Regions from separate parts of the Salmo salar genome. Here region 1 is linked to region 2. Evidence: chromatin contacts called from public Hi-C data. All regions are on one chromosome and are shown on one strand. Each heading gives the region's core, a stretch centred on a gene start, on an enhancer-like site or on the middle of the called end of the contact. The rest is flanking DNA. Distances are from core to core; before and after follow the strand shown. Region 1 overlaps LOC106587256 (ankyrin repeat domain-containing protein 11). Region 2 holds the start of LOC106587256 (ankyrin repeat domain-containing protein 11).

The links. A called contact is a pair of places that touch in the nucleus more often than the background predicts.
Region 1: a contact with region 2 is called in a Hi-C map of blood, with 2.0 times the contacts expected there. The contact joins the enhancer-like site here to the promoter of LOC106587256 in region 2. A contact is called at or near these places in 2 of 3 Hi-C or Micro-C datasets (blood and gill).

Annotation. Positions count from the first base shown.
Region 1 is chrssa26:15,735,016-15,738,877 of Ssal_v3.1, forward strand. The region is part of intron 2 of LOC106587256 (ankyrin repeat domain-containing protein 11); the gene reads left to right. Among protein-coding and RNA genes, the nearest start is that of LOC106587256, 52 kb to the left of the region's middle. Within about 2 kb of position 1,531, at least 2 of the 13 cell types and tissues checked have an H3K27ac peak or open chromatin away from gene starts, as enhancers often do.
Region 2 is chrssa26:15,683,034-15,687,034 of Ssal_v3.1, forward strand. It overlaps LOC106587256 (ankyrin repeat domain-containing protein 11), which reads left to right and starts at 2,404. Exons shown (of 14, transcript XM_014175493.2): 1 at 2,404-2,859. LOC106587257 (paraplegin-like) reads right to left here and starts at 10. Exons shown (of 17, transcript XM_014175494.2): 1 at 1-10.

The sequences.
Region 1 (3,862 bases), core at 281-2,780, 51 kb after region 2:
CACATGCATATTAATCTTTCTCTTTTGGAGAAGCCCTAGTGTGTTGCTCTGTCTGTAGGTGTCCACTGCTTGGAAAGCTAGTTGGATCCACTTTTCTCTTTCAGGGAATTCAAGGTTGTGTCTTAGATTTTGTTCCCTTTCCAGATAGTCTCCATCTGTTGCACTGCCATTTGACCAATGCTGTTATCTGGCAGCAGCTCTTTCTGGTTCTGTAATGAATACTAGCTTTACTTATTAGTGAAGAGAATAGCAGCCAAACAGTCATTTCATCCATGGTTTAATCTTTGAGTAAGCTATAGTCGGTGATACAATCTCTTGCTACTTCTTAACAAAGGGCCACGCTATAGGCCCCCCCTGAGGCCCCAACCTCACCCTTTTGGCCATCCACGGCGTCCTCTGGGCTGTTTAGGCTTGGCTTCTCCTTTTTGTTTGTTGGGGAGGGGAGGCTGTGCATTATTCAACCTGACCCAACCTGATGCAGGGCAGTAGGGGGGCTCTCTCCTCTCTCCCATTGTCCTGCTTTTGTTCTCATTTCACTTCTCAAGGCTCTCTGGACAAAAGTGGCTTTTCTGGTGACCTCTGGCTAAGACTTAATGACCTCCCAATGATCGCCAGGGAGGCTTTATGTCCCCCTCTCATTCTGTTATTGTTTGGGGAACAGAAAGCAGCTCTTGGTCTCTGTTCATTTGAGGTCTGGATTGGAACGGTGATGGCTGGAGCTGTTGATGATGCATGGTGTGACTGATGAGATGGAACACTTGGACCATGGAGCCCATTGCTATAGGGCCTAAATAAATGGCTCTCGCCCAGCCTCCGGTCCAGAACCCAGAGGACAGAGGGCCTCACATTAGCCCCAGATTGAAGGGGTTTTGGTGTGGTTTACTTTTCAGATTATGTTGTCTGCTTCCATGCAATGGTGCCTGCCAGGAACCTACAGTGTCTGTCTTGGACATGGTTCGCTACCCTTGTCACCGCCTCTTGTGTTTGACTTGGACTTAGTGAAGCTAGGAATTTGGACTTCCACTCTGAAAGAAGCAGTGAAGGGGAGAGAGGGGATTGCATGTGTGTGTGTGTGTGTGTGTGTGTTTTTCATGCCAGAGGTTCTGAAGGAATGGTCTGGATTCTCTCCAGTGGCAGCCCTGCTTCTCCTGATGGATTCTGGGCTTCAGAGTATTGTGCTGTAGTTCTCGTTATACTGCTACAGCAGTATTCTAGCTAAGCAAAACTACAACATTAATTGAAATTAACTTTCCTTATTAAGTCTCGCATTCTTCAAGGATACGGAGTGGCATTGCCAAATACCAAGTTTCTGTTTACCTCATTTGGACTCCTTTGCCGTAGACATGGCCCACGAGGAATTATTTATTTTAGTCTAAATTATATAAACTCACCCTCATTTCATCCAGCGCATCATGTGCTTTATTATTCAGTAGGCTATTTGTAACAGTTGTGCAAGGTCATTTTGAGTGTTGCGTTGTTGGGGAAACTACCATGTTTTGTTGTTGCAGCAGCAACAACTTCCCCTCTGCTTCTCAAGCAGCTCTTTGACCAGCTCTTCCTATTTCCCTCAGCCAGGAATGTGTTCCTGTCAAAATGGCAGGTCCCTCTGGGTTCAGAGTACTCCACATTCGCCTTGTTTGTCATGGTAGTCCCAGGAGTCACTCACAACACAGGAATAGCTGATATATTCTGGACTGAAATAGTACGTCAATTATCATATTTTAATTCCATGTGTTTTTCCTTCTCTCTTTCTCTCCTCTGGAAGAAAAATGTGGTTTATGTGCTTCCTGTGTAATTGCTCTACATAGAATCATTTGTTTTTCATTTAACCTTTTATTAACTAGGCAAGTCAGTTAAGAACAAATTGTTATTTACAAGGACGGCCTACCCCAATAGTGCACCGCCCTATGGGACTGCCAATCACGGCAGGTTGAGATAATCACCCACATAGCTTGAGTACTGCTGTAGTTTGGAGGTTGTTTATATGTTAAGTGTAGATACAATGCATTCAATAAGTGTTCACACCCCTTGACTTTTTCCACATTTTGTTACCTTACAGCCTTATTCTAAAATGGATTCAATTGTTTTTTTCCCCTCATCAATCTACACGCACTACGTCATAATGACAAATCAAAAACTGTCACATTTACTTAAGTATTCAGACCGTTTACTCAGTACTTTGCTGTAACACTTTTGGCAGCTATTACATCCTCGAGTCTTCTTGGGTATGACACTACAAGCTTGGGGAGTTTCTCCCATTCTTCTCTGCAGATAATCTCAAGCTCTGTCAGGTTGGATAGTGAGCGTCGCTGCAAATCTTTTTTCAGATCTCTCCAGAGATGTTCGATCTGGTTCAAGTCTGGGCTCTGGCTGGGCCACTCAAGGACATTCAGAGACTTGTCCCGAAGCCACTCCTGTGTTGTTTTGGCTGTGTGCTTAGGGTCGTTGTCCTGTTGGAAGGTGGGTCTGAATACTTTCCGAATGCACTGTATGTGAGATCTGTCTGCAGCTCTTCAATTACATCAGTTGTTCAACTGTTGATGATCTCTCTCTCTGGGTATAGGCCTGTATACTAACATCCTGACCAAACTGACTCAGCCATCATGCGCATGTTGATTTTGCCTTTCTGCGCCAGACGCGTTCATGACGTACAGGTTCAAATGGCAAAACCAACGGTGAACCAACAATATTAGTTGTCTTTTTTTATTGGTATGTAACTGTTATGAAAGTTGTATTGTCAATTTTGTTTTGTATTTAAACGCCACTTTAAACGTGTACATGACACTGCAACAAAATTTACCCATAGGGACAAAGTCAGTAAGTATGTAAGTACATATGAAATTGGGGACAGGTTGAAAAACACATGGAACATTCATGGACATTTTGCTAGCTTGCTGTTGCTAGCTAATTTATCCTAGGAGAAACTTTTTTTTTTATAGCTGAAATGCGTATGGTCTTTTTTGCCCGTTTATTTCTAGAATTTTGACCTATTTTGAGTCATACAAAATCGTGTCTTCTCTATTCCTACAATTAATCCACATTCTTTTTTTGTGGATTTTCTGTGGCGGTTGGCAAACACCCTTTTAAGGTGCAGAACCGCCACCAACTGGACTGGAATGTGGACCTCGTTCATCTTTCAATCACCCACGTGGTTATATGCTCCTAAAATCAATGAGGCGGCACTTGTGGCGCTTCAAGCGTCTTAAATATAGCGCATTTCAATTTTAGCGCCTGACTACAGAGGCTCGCGAGCAGTTTGGATGAAATGATTGAATAGCATATGTGTACATTTTATTTTGCAACGTGGGCGGCCTGGTCTGCATGTAAGACCTATTTCTTCAAGGGTTTTCTCTGTTAGTTACATTAGTTTACATTAGTGTATCCTTCATTCCTGGTCCTGACCTGTATCAGTGGCTGTATCAGTGGTGAGCAAACAGTACAGACGTGACTGAGCCAGCCTCCAGCCATCCAGGAGCGCCTGCCTGTTTTGAGTTTCCATTGAAACTCATAATAGTGTTCCTGAGGCTTTCTCTCTCCCCTGGGTGGGAGCATTATCTCTCCTGGCTGCAAGAACTCCATTATTTACCGAGCAGAGCACTGAGCCCGCCCTAATACAATGTTCCATTAGATTGCATCAGCCAGATTTATTGCTGTGCTCCTCATCTCTCTCACCGATCTGTGGTCTGGGCTCCGGATTCTGCAGGAGGGAGGATACGAAGGGGGTTGTTCGGGGAAACAGGATCTGGTGTGGGGGCATTTCTCCTTTCTGTAGACGGAGAGGGAGGGAGGAGAGGAGCTGAGGGTCCTGGGCCTCGCACCTGTGAACCTCGTTTATGGCAGAGGAAACTCATCTGAGCTGCTC
Region 2 (4,001 bases), core at 1,154-3,653:
CATCAAATAAAATATTCAGTACTGAACGGCCCTTTGACCCTTATCGGGTTACGTCACGATATTGCTTCATGAGCGCTCTACCTGCGCAGGATTTTCACATCCCGCAAACACGTTCCTTGAGATAAAAATGGCACAAAGAATAGATGCTAACTGTAATAAAATACAAAAATACACTTATTATTGACAATGTGTTTGTGCGCTGATACATCATTGTATTTTACTGTATCTGCCTCTTGTGTATGCTAAATAATGTCTCTATGGACTTCTCTGCTGTAGTTACAAAAGTAGCCACCAGAGGTAGCTATGGCATCGAGCATTCATTGTGTTTATATTTAGAAATAAATAAAATTTCTAATACTTTTATCAGTAAGATCATGGTGAAACAGCTTTGAGAGTTTTGTTGTTGTTTTCTTGTTCCTAAAGGTTTGTGTATGACATTGTGATTGTAAAAGCTGCCCTGCCTAAGAAATACCAGACAAAATCTGACCTTTAAATAAAGGTTAAAAATTTTTTAAATTGCCTGGTAGACTATACCAAAAATGATATACTCTGTGGTACAAGACTGAAGTAGAGCAGTTTGGGTGCTTCCTTGGTGTCCACATCACTAAGGATATATCATGGTCCAAACACACCAACACAATTGTGAAGTGGTCACGACAACACCTCTTCCCTCAGGAGGCTGAAAATAATTTGCAATGGGCCTTTCAGATCCTCAAAAAGTTCCATAGCTGCGTCCTTGATGTCAGGGAGCTTGACTCCAGTGTTGTACTGGGCCACACGCACTACCCTCTGTAACACCTTGCAGTCAGATTCCAAGCAGTTGCCATTCCAAGCAGTGATGCAGCCAGTCAAGGTGCAGCTATGGAACTTTTTGAGGATCTGAAAGGCCCATTGCAAATTATTTTCAGCCTCCTGAGGGAAGAGGTGTTGTCGTGACCACTTCACAATTGTGTTGGTGTGTTTGGACCATGATAGATCCTTAGTGATGTGGACACCAAGGAAGCACCCAAACTGCTCTACTTCAGTCTTGTACCACAGAGTATATCATTTTTGGTATAGTCTACAAGGACCTCTACACTAGGTGGTGTCAGAGGAAAGCATGAAAATTGTCAAAGACTGCAGCCACCCAAGTCATAGGCTGTTCTCTCCTGCTACCGCATGGCAAACGGTAACGATTAGTTAAATAGTTAACCATATAGAGGTACAGATTAGTTAAATAGTTAACCAAATATTTGCATTTACCTATTTTGCATAAACTTTTTTGATCACATACACTGCTGCTATTGTCTATTATCTGTCACTTTATTTCTAGTTATATGTACATATCTACCTCAATTACCTTGTACCCCTGCACATGGACTCGGTACTGGTACCTCTTCTATATAGCCAAGTTATTGTTACTTATTGTGTATCTAATATTATTATGTGTTTTACTTTACTATTTACAATTATTTTTATATTTTCTTTCTCTCTGCATTGTTGGGAAGGGCCCGTAAGTAAGCATTTCACTGTTAGTCCACACCTGTTGTTTACGAAGCATGTCACATAAAAAAAAGTTATCCTAAAAGCATGCAGTACAACGTGTATGTCCATTTAATATGGTAGAGGACCTAAAAACAAATCATGTTTTGAAAGAAAATAAAGGCCCATCCTATCACCGTGACGAACATTTAAATAAGCCAATGAGGAAATAGATTCAATATATATTTTTTTATCTTAACCAATGATAGCGCTTCTTACATCTCCGTGCATGTCATGTTGTCGCCCAGCAGAGGACGCTCTTCAATGGGTGCAATCGATATGCATTACCAAACAACCCAAACCCGTCTCACTTTCAAAGTGTGCAGAGATCATCATCATCAACAACATTACGATATTGAGACTGTAGTTGTCAACGGTAAGAAATCATGTATTGATGATCGCACTGAGAAAGAGTGTTTTGGAAGTGAAATAGGCTATTCAGACCTGTCCTACCTGTGATCTGGACATTTGGGTCAGACTAGGGTGCTAGTTACCTGTAAAGGTGCTTTGGTTATAACTGACATCATGAGTAGGACTACGATAAGATTCAAGTATGCAATAATATGTTTGTTCAGGTGAATGATAATAATACGATATGAGGTGTCTCACTCCATCACGATGGGCGAGGTAAGTCAAGTGCACCCAACCTTCGTACTCCATTTCCTTTGCTTGCTCTCCCAACTGTATAATGGAGATGGGTCCCCAACCATGGAAACTGAAGTACTCGGTCAACCATGTTCGCGCCTTCATATTATTGTATCAATGTAGATTTAGTACTTTGATTTGATCCATAATGGCGCCGGTTTCATCGGTGCACAAATAGTACCCGCCCACATTCAAGAGCCAATCACAATCACTGTTTCATTTGGCCTCTTTCTCTTTCCTTCAGACGCATATCAAAGCCAAAGCCCGTCTGGAAACAGTTTGCAAGGGGTCGTTAAAGAAGATTAAGCCGAAACAAAATATCGTTTTTAGCTACTTTAAGTTTACCTTTCAATGCTCCAGTTTTGATTACTGAGCATACAAATCTTCAATTCAGACCACGGTGACAAAATAAAAAGTGTACAAGGACGTTTTCGAGGAGATTTGAAGCTTTCTCTGTCGGTTGTTGGTGTTCAGGAATTAGCAAGCTAGTTAGCACTAGCCTAGAAATACTAGCTAGCCTGGCTTGCTAACGTTAGCTTCCAATAGTCTGATTTTCAACTGAGATGTTTGCAGCATTTCTCGGATGTCTACGGACGGCAGATTGCTGAACCAGAGGGCCTCAAATGGGAAAAACAAGCATCGGACAGGAATATCGGGGATAAGCTTGTCGACGTAACTCGGATTCTGTTGAAGGTAAGACACAATAACATTAGTTGGCTAGCTAGCTGCGAATAACGTTACTCGATATGCTAGCTAGTTATACCGTTAGCCTTAGCTGTTAAGCTAACTAGATAACATGGTTTAATGCTCGAGTCGAAGAAATGTGTTATGAAGCTAGATGACCCCCCCCCCCCACCCAGCATTCTAACTGCGTACGCGTTTAACTAGTAAGATGACAGGTAAGGACTTAATTTAGGCGAGAAGTGTGGCATACTACCTAACTAGCCTGCGAGTCGTTTGTTGACCTACATAGGCTGTTAATGTTATAGCTAGATATGTAGTTGCATAGGTAGTTGGGATATACTCACATGTATTTGAATGGCTTCAGTGCCATCCATGTAATAGCCTACACTTCTCTTCGACGATTGATGTATTTTGTAAAAAAAGAAGAAAAAAGAATAACACCATCTTCAAGGGGATATTGCATCACTGCCAGTGACGTTATTTCATACAACTCATCTGTTTATTTCTTTTTGGAAAAAGACACTGAGATGGGATGAAATAATTGGTTATGTTGATGTGTAATGCAGTGGTGAGATCAACTAAGACGTGCCTCATAATAAATGAACGTTAGTGCTCTCCAAAGTTGCTTGACTTCTCGATTTGGCAACGTGTTTTCCTGGTCGACTCATGGTCCATGGATCCAGGATTGGTACTTTGATTCGAATATTTTACTGTAATGTATTAACACAGTTACTGTGAAATGTGTCATTTACTCTGTCCTAACAAGCACATCATTATGGTTGTCATTAAAGTAACACAGGTGTGCAGTGTTTTCATATTAGTGCCAAAACCATTGCTTGACAGGCTCTATCATTTGAGTGGCTGTGGAAGGGTATGAATATTTCAAGTCAACAAGAAGTCACAACAGTAAGGCTTTGACTTCTGGTTGTGGGAGAGCATGAAAAGAAGGGCAAGGTTCCTAACAAACGACCACTCTACTTGGAGTAGACTGTGGTTGATAACGTTTTGGTGCAGTATCAGTTCTGTTGAAAACACTGCAGTGGAGCTGCTGGCTGTATTTCCTTACAGAGATACTCTGAGCTCTTCGGCTTGTTGGGCGTTCACATTGAAATTCATTGCAGACGCAGCAATGCATATAATCCCCCACCACC